2 separate regions of the Sus scrofa genome follow, and region 1 is linked to region 2. Evidence: chromatin contacts called from public Hi-C data. All regions are on one chromosome and are shown on one strand. Each heading gives the region's core, a stretch centred on a gene start, on an enhancer-like site or on the middle of the called end of the contact. The rest is flanking DNA. Distances are from core to core; before and after follow the strand shown. Region 1 holds the start of PCF11 (pre-mRNA cleavage complex 2 protein Pcf11). Region 2 overlaps RAB30 (ras-related protein Rab-30).

Evidence for each region. Hi-C and Micro-C count contacts between places; a contact is called where the count stands out from the background.
Region 1: a contact with region 2 is called in a Hi-C map of liver, with 3 times the contacts expected there. The contact joins the promoter of PCF11 here to the enhancer-like site in region 2. A contact is called at or near these places in 3 of 47 Hi-C or Micro-C datasets (embryonic fibroblasts, heart right ventricle and liver) and 1 of 2 datasets of contacts at active chromatin or transcription factors (skeletal muscle).

The regions. Positions count from the first base shown.
Region 1 is chr9:17,293,473-17,300,732 of Sscrofa11.1, forward strand. PCF11 (pre-mRNA cleavage complex 2 protein Pcf11) reads left to right here and starts at 4,397. Exons shown (of 16, transcript XM_021062577.1): 1 at 4,397-4,895. The coding sequence starts at 4,704.
Region 2 is chr9:17,167,933-17,174,590 of Sscrofa11.1, forward strand. All of the region lies in intron 1 of RAB30 (ras-related protein Rab-30), which reads right to left. Among named protein-coding and RNA genes, the nearest start is that of PRCP, 37 kb to the left of the region's middle. Within about 2 kb of position 3,784, at least 35 of the 83 cell types and tissues checked have an H3K27ac peak or open chromatin away from gene starts, as enhancers often do. A contact at or near this core is called in liver and skeletal muscle, where this site is marked.

The DNA of each region.
Region 1 (7,260 bases), core at 3,147-5,646, 130 kb after region 2:
GTTTGATCCTTGGCCTTGCTCAGAGTGTTAAGTGTCCAGCGTTGCCGTGAGCTGTGGTGTAGGCCATCAGCTACAGCTCCAATCCAATTTGACCCCTGGCTTGGGAACTTCCATGTGCCATGGGTGTGGCCCTAACAAGACCAAAAAAAAGAAAGAAGGAAAGAAAGAAAGGAAGAAAGCAGCCAGCTCTCAACAATTTCAGGGAGTGCTCCCCTGTCCACCCCAGTCTTTCCTGCTCACAGTCTATCCTGCTATCTTGTCATGGTGTGTAGTATGGCTCTTTTCCCACTGTACAGTAATTGTTGGTTTAATTGCTTATCTCACCCAGCAGACTATGACACACATACACTCTCTCTGTCTCTCTCTCTCTAATACAGACTGTATACATACTGTGTAAATATCTCCACGAAAAGAAGGGCCATGTTGAATGGACTAACAAGAAAATCTATCTACCTCTAATTTCTTATGAAATAATACTTGGGAAGTTTTCTGTTAGTATTTGCTGCATATTCTTTTGCTTTTTTCATGTACAACTGGAAGGAACTTCCATATGGTTAAGATAAATATATTGGAGCAAAACTCAAATTGAGAAGTTCTATGAAGTTACATTTTTATGCAAATAAGTGAAAAGATTGCTAGAAGTAGAGTTGCTGGCAAAATTTCTAAGGCCCCAAGCTATGAATTTCTTTTTGGAACAGGGTAGTCACACCCATTGAATTGCTAGTCAGCCTCTCCCCTCTGATAATCTGTCTCTAAACTCCAGAACATCAAGTCCAACCTCTATCCTAGGTTCTCAACTGACCCTGTATTTGCCTATTTGAGCTAGTGGAATACAACAGTGGACAAGCAAAGTGAAACTGAAATCAGGAAGTTTGGATCAGTCAAAAAGTATTCATTGAGTTTATACTATATCCCAATTTTAGAACTTCCCTTAGAGCTAACACTAGATGTGCTTCTTTTTTCTTTTTTAAGAATCGTTTTATTCTTGATATCTAGCTTTCTAAGCCACACACTTTAAAAACAAATGCTTTGAATTATATAGCTTTAGATCTGCTCATGAAAGGATGTCCACTGTACCTTGAGTTTAAAAAGCAAGTAATAAACAAACTTCCCAGAAAGAGACATCTCTGATGTGATGAATATTAACAAAAGACCCTTAACAGTAAAAAAAAAAAAAAAAAAGCAAGTAATAAACTCTATATAGTGATCCCCTTTTTCTAAAAATCAAAAATAAAAAGCTGTACACATCGTGTTTGTGTGTGTGTTTGTTGAAAAAGACATGGAATAATACATAATAAACTGTGAAAGCGGTTATGGCCAGGGGCAGAGAATGGGAACTTTCATTTTTTATTTATATATGTATTTGAATTCTTAAGAATAAGCATGCATTACTTTTGTAATTTTGTATTTTAGCCCTTCTGATACCATCAAACATTTACATCAATAAGACACCTGATTGCCTAAAACAAAGGTTTTTTGTTTGTTTGTTTTTGCAGGGGGAAGTAAGTCCTCTTGTAAACACTCTTATGAACCAAGGGAAGAGTATAGTTATTTTCCTCAAGAAAACAAACAAAACAACAACAAAAAACACCCCAAACTAAACATATTAACCAGTGGGCTTGATTTTTAAAAATATCTCTGGGATGTGCACTGTTTTTTGGTCAGGTGTAATAATACTTTTTTATATTATTCCATGAGATTATAATTTGGCAATACATTTTATAAAGGCCACTCTAAGGGCTTGTTATGGTCACCACTGAACTTGGCATGGAGATGTTTAATGTTGGTGCATAGTGTATTTGTTGCATATTCTGTTGAAAGAACTGGCATTGAAACTATAATGGGAGAAGCTTTGTGCATTCATTTGTGTATTTAACAATACTGATAATCTAGTTTGTTTTCTCTCCTGAGGATGTAAAGTAAAAGTATTCTTGTAATATAGCGCAGTTCAAATACAATTGCTACTTCGCTTTTTTGAATCTTTTGTGGGCACTTAGATTTGCTCATTTATATGCTAAGCATAAATTGTTTACTCTCTGTGTAGTTCAGAGGGATACAATAGAAGCCAAATCAAAGCTTTGAAAATTTACTTTTCAAAAGTTTACTTGATGGTTAGGATGATATAAAAATAAGGCAAAGCAGATATTTTCAGCAACAATTTAGCAACTAAATTCATCTTTAAAATTACAAGGAATGGGAGTTCCCACCATGGCTCAGCTGAAACCAATCTGACTAGTATCCATGAAGACGCAGGTTCCATCCCTGGCCTTGCTCAGTGGGTTAAGGATGCCAGTTGTGGTTAGCTGTGGTGTAGGTCCCAAAGGCAGCTGGGATCCCGCATTGATGTGGCTGTGGCACAGGCCAGTGGCTACAGCTCCAATTCGACCCCTAGCCAGGGAACCCCATATGCTGCCTGTGCGGCCCTAAAAAGACAAAAATAAATAAAAATAAAAGTAAATAAAATTACAAGGAAACAAAAACAAAACAAAACAAAACAAAACAAAACAAAAAAAGGAGTTCCCGTTCGTGGCGCAGTGGTTAACGAATCCGACTAGGAACCATGAGGTTGCGGGTTCGGTCCCTGCCCTTCCTTGCTCAGTGGGTTAAGGATCTGGCGTTGCCGTGAGCTGTGGTGTAGGCCGCAGACGCGGCTCGGATCCCAGGTTGCTGTGGCTCTGGCGTAGGTCGGTGGCTACAGCTCCGATTCAACCCCTAGCCTGGGAACCTCCATATGCCGCGGGAGCGGCCCAAGAAATAGCAACAACAACAACAACAGACAAAAAAAGACAAAAAAAATAAATAAATAAAAAAGTAAAATTACAAGGAAAACTACCACAAGGACTATTTTACAGCGGGCATTTCCTTTCAGAAAACATGAACTTGGACAGTTGCTTAATTTAAAATGTGTCTATAATATCTACGTATCATCACTAACAATGGCATGAAATTGAGATCCGTAAGTACCTATACAACAATATTTCTTAGCCTCAAATAACAAAAGACAAGTTCTTCTCCCCAGGCTTTACCTCTCATTCATATGTGGTATCACATTAAGAATAAATGAAAAATAAATGTGAACAAAATCTTGTACACTTTAAATATGTGCAGTTTATCGTATCTCAATTACTTTCAATAAAGCTCCTAAAAACCCAGAAACAAAACAAAAATAAGTGAAAATGTTACTTTTTATGGGAAAATAAAGGAATTACTTCATTTATTTCCTAAGAGCGATTTCTTCTGAGGAACAAAAAAGTATCTCTACTGAGCCTAGTAGCCTAAGAAGGACAATGAAGCACATTTTACGTAATTAATATCTAATTTTTTTAGCCTAAATTTAGTTTACTATCTCAATGAGAAAAATACCTTTTTAGTTTAATGTTTTATGTTGCAGCTTCAAGGCAGAACTATTTGAAAGCTTTGTGTTTTGAGAGCATCATTTCCAAGCTCCAAAAAGGGATTTTAGAAACCTTGGAAAAGATCCCTACAAGTAAAATACGTAATTCTTCCTATTTGACCCAAATTGCATATTCTAAGGGTGTTTCGAGGTGCAGAAGATCGAGAGAGAAGAGTTATCACGCTCCGGGGTGGGTGTGGCTGTTGTGAGCAACCTTTCCTAGAGCTGAGTGGGCTTCCCAAAGATTTCCTGAAAACCCTTATGGAAAAGCCTTACACACACACACACACACACACACACACACGCACCCCTTCTAAATAAAGGCATTTTCCTAGGGGTTCAACTCTAGAAAGCTGGCGGAGGTGTTTTTGTTTGTGGAAGTGGCAAGCAGTGTATTAAAGCTGACTCTAGTGGTCCTTCTCAAGGTTCCGGTTGAAACCGGCGCCTCCCTCCAGGTCTCAATCCCAGGCCGGGTATGTGGGCCGCGGCAGCAGGACCCGCCCAGGCTCTCGGGAGCACCTGAGTCGAAGAGGGGGGGCGGGGCCGGCCAAAAGCCTCCTCCTCGCTCAACCCCCACCCCGCTCAGGGGCCGCCCGGCAGGCGGAAGGGAGGATGATTGACGGAGCAGCTCAGCTGCTAGGACGTTGCAGAGGGAGGGTCGAAGTGGAGCCGCTGAGCTTTCTTGTTAAACTGGTTGGGTTTTGCCTCGGGAACAGCCTCCCTCAGGACTATTGGCCTCCCTGAGTGGGTTGTTATGGTAACAAATGACCGAACAGTCCCTTATGAATCCGCCAATGAGAGGGGCAGTCTTTTCCACCCCACCTCTAAGCCGTAAGTGTTGCGAAAGTCCGGGTAGGATCCCGACAAGAAGGCGGTGCCAGAACGTTCAGCGGAAGGGCTGTGGGCGGGGCTTGTGACGTTTCAGGACTAGCCAATCACGCCCGGCTTTATCAACGGCCCCGCCCTTTTACCGCACATTTCCCCTCCCCTAGCTCATTTCGCACGACGCAGCGGTTGGGAACACAGACATTTTCGGAGCTGGAGCCGCCACTGCCGCCGCCATTTTGTGTCTGTGGAGAAAGAAGCGTCTGTGGCGGCTGGAAGTGGACGGAGACCACCCGTGAGACGGCGGCGTTTCATACCCGAGGTTCCCCCTGTGTCGTCCCCCAACCCCCCTCCGCGGTCAGCATGTGGTGAAGCCGGAGCCGCGAGAGACCAGGGGAGAGGAAGAGGAGTCGGAAGGGAGGCGGGGTATCGAGAGCGGCTTCAGCTTCAGCTGCGGCGGGCCTCGGAGGGGGGCCGCGGCGCAATGTCAGAGCAGACGCCGGCCGAGGCCGGTACTGCGGGGGCCCGGGAGGACGCCTGTCGGGATTATCAGTCATCACTCGAAGACCTGACCTTCAATAGCAAACCGCACATCAATATGCTGACCATTCTAGCCGAGGAGAACCTGCCCTTCGCCAAGGAGATCGTCTCTCTCATCGAGGCCCAAACCGCCAAGGTTTTTATACACCCCGCAGCCTCCTATTCTTCTAATACTCCCTGATTTTAGTGTCAGCCTCATCCCAGGTCTCGCTTCCGTCCAAAGGGGGACAGTGTTCCTCCTCTCCAACCCCCCCCCCCAACTCAGGTTCGGTCTTTGGCCCAGGCTTCGAGCGTGGGCCTCGCTTGAAGGGAGGGAGTGGGGAGGATAAAGGGTGGAGTTCCACTTCCGCTTACCAGCTCCCTATTTAGGCCACCGCACCGTCTGTCCCGAGGCACACGCTTTAAGTAGAGCCGTTTGGGGAGGGGGGAGGCTTAAAAGGCAGTTTGCGATGTGGGAAAGTAAGTGTTAAAACCTTTCTAACCCCCTGGGAAGGTGGGGAGTGGATCTTCCTCCGTGCCCCCCGCCCCCGTACCCTTTTGGGTAATTGTGTCTGTGGGTTGGAAGGAGGTGAAGGGGGACCTGGGAGCGAGCTGTTGGCGGGTGGGAATAGGGCACTGGCCCCGAGTGGAGCAGCCGCCTGTTAGGAGCCCAACATGGCGCCTGAAAAGCACATGATGCGAAAGGGAAGAGAGGAGAATCCATTCCCTGCCAGCCAGGCAGCTGCTCACACCCGTCAGCCCCGTTTTGGGGTGGGGGCGGCTAGGTATAACTAGTATTCTCCTGTCGGAGGGTCTCATTTGCCCCCAAATACGGGAAATTGGGGTTGAGGGTGGGGCGTGGGGGTGGGGGTGGGGAGGAGATCTTACCCAACCTGTAGGTGGAGAACCGGCCCACTGGGTAACAAGTACTTGTAGGTTTTTTTTTGAAAAGTTCAGTCCCTCCTCCTCTTCCTTTTCTCTTTTTTTCCTCCCTTCCCTGAGTGAAGACGTGCTTTGCCTCACCCCTTGACAGCAGTGGTCCTCTGCCACCCTATATTTCCCTGTAGTCCTCCTCTTCTGTGGATTCATGTGGGAGCGATATGTCATTTAAGTTACTGTTAAACTTAGTTATCATAATGAGTTTTAATAGCTTCCCAGTACTACGTTTTAAGTTATTTTTCAAGCTTGTACTTATGGTTTAGTTTTTTTTTTCTAGTTGTTAGTGATTGAAATGATCAGGATGAGCCTCCTTTTAGCAGAGTGAACCCCTTTTAAAAGGCCACTTTAACAACAACCACCAATATATTGTTTAGAGGCGGTTTCTGTCTAGTGTAAAACTGAGTGGTCTGACTTTAATAAATGGTTTTGAAATGTGTGACTGGTATTATAAAATTTGTGAATAAAACATATAAAATATGTATTTGTCTTTTTTATTTACCTTTGTAAGGTGTAGATTTGTTTCCAAGATTTATTTTTATCTACGTGGTTGTGTGTTTTAAACAAAGTCTTTAAGTGACTTGGGTTCATTCTTTAGGTTCCATCCACTGTTTTGGGTAAATCTGTTCACAAGATACACGGTCTCAGGTGGTCCTTTCATTCCTTAAAGAGGACAAAAAGTGAAGTTTTTTTTTTTCTTTTTCTTTTTTTTTAAAGGCCCAGCAAGTTTGTCATGCTCAGTCTGACAGCTAAAATACAAGTCCTTATTCACCTTTCCCTGAATGTCTGTTTGAAACAGCTATTTTTTTAAAATACGAGATTTAAAAAGGAAGCATTCCTTATACTCAACATCGTTTTTATACCACAAACATGTTGGACATGAAAACTTAGTGTTTGCCTTGTTGAAGGCTTAACATTAAATGGCTTTTTAAAAAAACCAAATTTCACTTTTTTAGAAGAAAACATTGATTTTTAAAATCCTACCTAGCATTTTTGAGATTACTAATCTTCCACAGAGACTAATATTTAGCAGATCAGGTTGTCACTCAAAGAACCGTTTCCTTGCTGATTTTTAATGGATCCAGAAGATCTTCTGAGAAGTGAAAACTAAATGCTGAATATAGTGACCACATTAAAATTTGTATTGTGTATGGCTACACAGAGTGGTGAAAATAGATGGACTATTTGCTGATGAAAGACAGCTGAAATTATTTTGGCACACGTTTCCTGGTTATTTTTGTAAAGCCAGATTGAGGAAAAGATGTAAAAGTCACTGGGGGAAATAATCAGGGTTGGGCTTGAGGGTGAGGGGAGGGATTTTCTGTCCTTTGGTAGCAAACTGGCTTGGTTTTGTGTTTCTGGAGGTGAATGTTTGTGTCCTTATTCTCTAGCGTCTCAGCATTACTAAACTTAGGAATTCACACTTAATTTGACTCCTCCCATGAGGCAGTAGTAGGGAAAAAATATTACATATAAGGATTCACTTGTACAATAAAAAGTTAGGCTGCTGAACAGATTTTGGTTTTAAAGAGATCCTGTTTATCTGCATAAGTACAACAATGACTAAAATGATATAAAACATGACA
Region 2 (6,658 bases), core at 2,534-5,033:
GGGAGGGCAGGATGGTGTTTTCAGGTAAGAGATCTTAGAGATGTTTATTTGCTACTAAGGATTATCAGAGATGATAGTAAATTCTAAGATCAAAGATCTATAAAACTTGGTCTTAACACAGTTATTAATGTGCCAAAAGGTAAAGGAACTGGTAGGCAGGGAGCTGGGACACCAACCCAGGTCTGTTTTGACCCATACGTGCATCTTCATTCCACTACACCATTGACTGTAATATAACAGGGTAGCATTTGCAATAGATCCCGACTCCAGGCTCTGAAGATAATCAAATAGAGTTAGAAGAAATCTTAGGACAACTTGGGAGAGTTAACACAGATGCACAGCTCCTTCTTCATGAGCAAGGTCTGTTCACCATAAGAATTCTCCTATTGCATTTTCTCTCAAATGTCTTTTATGTGTGAACATCTGGCTGAGGTCCTACTAGCAGCAGAGGCCTCCACTGTTGCCCAGTCATGTACAAAGTGGGCTTGAGGAGAGGATTAGGACACTGAGACCACTCACAGTGCAGAGTAAGGGAGAACACTGCAGGGAATAACCTATCTAGTGACTATAACAAGGTAGTAAAAATACTTTAAAAATTTAGTCCTGGAGTTCCCGTCGTGGCGCAGTGGTTAACGAATCTGACTAGGAACCATGAAGTTGCGGGTTCGATCCCTGCCCTTGCTCAGTGGGTTAACGATCCGGCGTTGTGGTGTAGGTTGCAGACGCGGCTCGGATCCCGCGTTGCTGTGGCTCTGGTGTAGGCTGGCAGCTACAGCTCCAATTAGACCCCTAGCCTGGGAAACTCCATATGCCGCAGGAGCAGCCCAAGAAATGGCAAAAAGACAAAAAAAAAAAAAAAAAAAAAAAGTAAAAAAAAAATTTAGTCCTTTGTTTATACTCAGCAAAAGCAAAGATGGAAATGAAGGTACATGATCATTTTTTTTCTTTCTTTCTTTCTTTCTTTCTTTTTTCTTTTTTGGCCACCCCATGGCATATGGAGTTCTCAGGCCAGGGATCAGATCTGAGCTGCAGTCACAACCTATGCTGCAGCTGCAGCAATGCCAGATCCTTAACCCACTCTGCAGGGCCAGGTGATCGAATCTGCATCCCAGTGTTTCAGAGATGCATGCCACAGCAGGAACTCATTTTATTTCTTTCCTCTTTAAATAGCTATCTCAGGAAGCAAACGACTATGGCTGGGCTAGGAAGTGGCCTCTTGTCTTCTGTTTCCCATACCTACTCCTGCTCTACCACATGGTGGCACAACCCCACCCCTTTCGGCCTCATCCTTCTCTCCCCTGGCTTCTCATTCTCTGTTCTAGTTTACATCTTCCTTCAGAGCAACACAGATGCCATCTCCCCCATGATGTCCTCCCTGATTTCTCCTTCCTGAATCGTTACGGCACTAAGTACTACTCCCGTGTAAATTTAGCTCTTGATCACATTAAGCTATTCTCTTTTGGGGGTGGGAAGGGGATGGAGGGGATGACAAAGAAAGGTTTACTGCAAGGCCAAGCAAGAACAGGTGGCTCCTGCTCCAAAGACCTGAAGTCTCTGACCACATTAAGTTTTAAAACTATTCTCTGATTCAAAAATCAGAGTGAGCATAAGAGTACCTTTGGAGTTCTCATCATGGCTCAGTGGTAACGAACCTGACTAGTATCCATGAGGATTCGGGTTCCGTCCCTGGCCCTGCTCAGTGGGTTAAAGATCCAGTGCTGCTGTGAGCTGCGGTGTAGGTTGCAGATGCAGCTAGGATTCTGTTTTGCCGTGGCTGTGGCTGTGGCTGTGGCAGGCAACTGTAGCTCTGATTCAACCCCTAGCGTGGGAACTTCCATATGCCAAGAGTATGGCTCTAAAAAGCAAAACATGTGTGTGTGTGTGTGTGTGTGTGTGTGTGTGTATTATTATTTTTTTTGTACGAAACTCAATGAAATTGTTGGCCATTGTTACTTTGAGAGGCAGCTCAGTAGTGGAAAGACCAATATGGATTTGAGTTGAAATTGTGGCCTTGCTCCACCTCTGATAAGCTAAGTGATTTTGGGCAAGTCACTTTCTGAGCCTCAGGTCCCCAGTCTAGAAAATGGAAATAATACTACCTAACACACCACCTGGGTATGGAAAGCTGGCTCTTCTACTGAAGAGAAGAAGCTTCTACTGTAGGAACCCTACAATGGCTTCCATGGTTTTCAAAGTCAAGTTCAAAGCTCTTCAATCAGTTTACCTCCTGGTGACTTCTCCATCCTCACTGCTCACCTACTTCATACTTTCTACTCCAATAACAATTAATTCCTCATGAAATTTCTCACCCCCATGTTTTAATTTTTCCGTCCCTGCCATCGCCGCATTCTTAGCCCACCCTGCTGAGGTATCGCTCTCCTCCTGGAAGCTATCCTGGATTTGTCAGCTTCCACCCCTTCTCCACATACACTGATGGAAATTATTTATTTATAGGACCACCTACTCCATAAAGCAAAGGTTTCTTGGGGGAAAAAACTGGGCTTTACTCATCTCTGTATCCCTGGCAAAGGTACTGACTTCCATTTCTCCATCTATGAAATGGGAAGAATAACACCTCCTCAAAAGGTCATGATTAAGTTTAAATATTCAAAGTTTACCAGGGTGTCTGGCACACAACAGGCCTTTCATACAGTTGATCTGTATTCCAACATGTCCAAATTTGGCTTTTCTTTTCTGTCCTCCAGTCCAGGCTCTTACACTGGCCCTGTGTCTTTGCTATGAGCCCTCTCCCTGATCCAGACCCCTGAGTGGTGAGGGTCCCAAGCTCCAGACCTGTGTTGGGTTCCCACTCCTGCCAGGGCTCTTTGAACTCTGAGGATGACTCAGTGAAGGCACCAATGCAGTACTGCAAGCATTTCTTGAGCATCTCTGCGCAAGGCAACATCCCAGATGCAGTGGAAGTGACACAACATGTACAAGGAATTTATGATCTGCTAGTGGTAAGAAAGAGGTAGGGAGACAATTAAACAAATAAAGGCAGTACAATTCAAAGACGAAAAAGGCCACATATCTCTGGAGGAAGATGGGAAGGCTTTCGAGGAAGTGGCCTTCCAAATGGATGGACTTAAGCTGGCTGAGGCGTTGTTTCCAGGGTTGTACGTGGTCGACAAAACACAAGACTGAAATGCTCCTGCTCCGCAGATGAAACGTAAAATAAATTTAGGAAATTGAGCCTATGCACACCCCTCTAGAAGACTCACAACCCACAGTAACAAGGCTGTGAGAGGACTTGAAGGAACCCTATTGAAGCTTGTTTAATTCAGCATCCCAAATTTCTTTGGCTACAAGTTCTCTATTTCTCTACCTCCCCCCTACCCACCCCACCCTGCAGAGGATATTTATAGCATCTTGAGGATCATACTTTAAGAAACAACCAGTTGAAGTTCCCTGGTGGCCTAGCGGTTAAGGATCCAACCTGATCACTGCTGTGATTCAGGTCCGATCCCTGGCCTGGGAACTTCGGCATGCTACAGGTGCAGCCCAAAAGAAAAGGAAATGAACGAGTCGTGTTACCCTTTCAAAGTTATATATTTGCATTTTTAACAGAACTTCTTAAATACAGTATCTTAAAGTAGATTTTTAAAAAACTATATAGTCGGCAATTTAGTAAATTCTCCTGGCATCATGTCCAAAAGAAAAAGGCCATGGAAGACCCTGCAGAACTAAGTAGCTGTCAAGAGAAGAACAAATTCCCTCCTTCTCTAGAGAGAGGCACGACACAGATGACAAGCCTCTCCATCAAGGGAGGGAAACAACGGATCTCTGAGTGAGGCTATTCCTTCTTTGGTAGGATGTTTACACCCCTAAGAGGCGTCCTCCCGCCCTCTCCAACCAGCTGACTGGGGAAAAAGAAAAAAAAAAAAAAAACCAGACTTGAAAGCAAAGGGAACAACGTTGCATAACAAGCGGACAAGGCATGTTTTGCTCCTAATTATCTACCAAACAGTCATGCCCGCAAGAAGGAAAGGGACATTGTTGGCTTGTCCCCACCCTGGAAGCATAGCGTTCAATTACCCAATGTGGGGGTTCACAAGTGTTTGCCAGGAGCAAGGCACTGTGCTCATGGTACAGAGGAAAACAAACCATAGTCCTACTCACAAGTCCTTCCCAGGGCAATACAGAAGAGAGACAGGTAAACAAACTGCAATGCAGCACAGAGTGCAGGCAAACAATGCTAGAAGGAGAGGTGCATGCAAAATGTTAGCAAGGCACAAACACGGGGACTCCTTAATTTTGCCTGGGATTAAGGTCAGAAGAGAGACATGTTAAAACATGTTGATTCCTCTTAATTCTCACAAGATTGGAGAGGAGTTTTCCAGGCAAATAAGTCAATCATCTGTACATAAATAAGTGGGTTCTGGGTTTGAGAAGAATAGGGTTGGGCAGACCAAAACTGAAAGAAAGAGAAAGAGCAGCTGATCTTCGCAAGAAGGTGGTATACTGCACAGCTGCATCTAATTTCACCGACTACTGCTTTTTCTATCTTTTTTTCTTTTTTGGCCACCCCACAGCAAATGGAGTTACCAGGCCAGATCCTTTTAACCTACTGTGTGGATCCAGCCTTCGTTCTAGTGCTGTGGAGACGCCGCCCACCCCATTAAGCCACAGTGGGAACTCCCCTGCTTTTTTTCTTTTTCTTTCTTTCTCTTCTTCTTTTTTTTTTTTTTTTTTTTTTTTTTTTTGATGCACTTGTGGCATGTGGAAGTACCCAGGCCAGGGATCAAACCCAGGCTATTGCAGTGACAACGCCAGATCCTTAACCTGCTGTGCCACAAGAGAACCCCACATCCCCTGCTTTTCTCTTAATAACAAAACCGTTCCGGACAGAGAAAGAGGGGAGAAGGTGATGGTGTCAAATTTGAGAAGGAGATGACTAAGTAGTAACAGACTCAGCAGACTCTAGAAATCTGAATCCTAAACCAGATGCAGGGAAAGCTGAGAATTCGACTGATTTAAACCACAGAATCCTTACCAAGCCCAGGACTGGCGGCGCCAGGTATTCAAAGAGTAAAGGGTATAAGATGCTAAAATAAGGACAACAGTGAAAGCTGCTCGAAAAGAAGTGAGAGTTCAAGGTTCCCCCTCCTCACTGACAGAACTCTGGGGGCTTAGTCTCTGGAAAGCATAATAGAGGAATGTCTAATATTTGCTTTAACATAATCTGGGGGACGGGGAGGGGATACAGATGAAAGGAAAGTGTCCATGAAGCAATCATGGTGAACCTGGGTGATAGAACATGGGAGCTGATTGCACTACCCTCTTGACTTGTGTAAATCTTTGAAATTTTCCATAATAAAAAGTCGGGGGGTAGAGATAAACTAGTTTAGCGTTAACATATACACATTACTATATATATAACTGAAAAATAACAAGAACCTCCGTACAGCACAGGGAACTATATTTAACATCTTATGGAATTCCCATCATGGCTCAGCAGAAACAAACCTGACTAGCATCCATGAGGATGCAGGCTTGACGCTGGCCTTGCTCAGTGGGTTAAGGATCTGGCATTGCTATGAGCTGTGGTGTAGGTCACAGATGCAGCTCAGATCTCACGTTGCTGTGGCTGTGGTGTAGGCCAGCAGCTACAGCTCCAATTTAACCCCTAGCCTGGGAGCCTCCCTATGGTACCAGTGTGGCCCTAAAAAGACCAAAAAAAAAAAGTCTTGTAATAACTTATACTGGAAAAGAATCTGAAAAAGAATATATATATACACACACATATATACATACATATTTATATTACTGAACCACTTTGCTATACACCTGAAACTAATACAACATTGAAAATCAACTATATTTTTCAATTTAAAAAATGGTTAATAAAATCATTTTATTGGAGTTCCCTGGTGGCCTAGCGGTTAAGGATTTAGCAGCTGCTATGGCTCAGGTTTAATCCCTGGCCCAGGAACTTCTGTGTGCCATAGGTGTAGCTAAAAAAAAAAGTCATTTGAATCGGATTCTCATCATGGCTCAGTGGTTAACGAATCCGACTAGGAACCATGAGCTTGCAGGTTCGATCCCTGGCCTTGCTCAGTGGGTTCAGGATCCGGCATTGCTGTGAGCTGTGGTGTAGGTTGCAGATGCCACTCAGACCCCGTGTTGCTGTGGCTCTGGCATAGGCTGGCGGCTACAGCTCCGATTCGACCTCTAGCCTGGGAACCTCCATATGCCATAGAAGCGACCCCAGAAAAGGCAAAATGACAAAAAAAAAAAAAATCATTTGAATCAACAAAAGAAATTTAAAAATAAATAAATTATATCTGTTGTAAACAAACAAACAAAAGTAAGACTGTCTCTGGCCAGGAGTACCCAGCACAGCTGAAGAGGAACAGAAAAAGAGAACACTGTGTCTACTGGAGGTGAAGTGAAACATTTTTATGTGCCTCTCCTCTTGACTGCCAGAATGATGTCAGGTGGAACCACACTCTGCAAAGAGTATGGAGGGAACAGAACCAAGGGAAAAACCTAAAGATGCTGCCCAGGAGGCTCCTAGCAGGCAGCCCACCCAGATCATGCTAAAGGGAAGCTCATAGTTAATAATCTCCATCCCATATGGAGTTTCTTGAAAGCCTGTTTTTTTTTTTTGTTTTTTGTTTTTTTTGATAGCTTTTAAGATATAACTCACACTTAATTC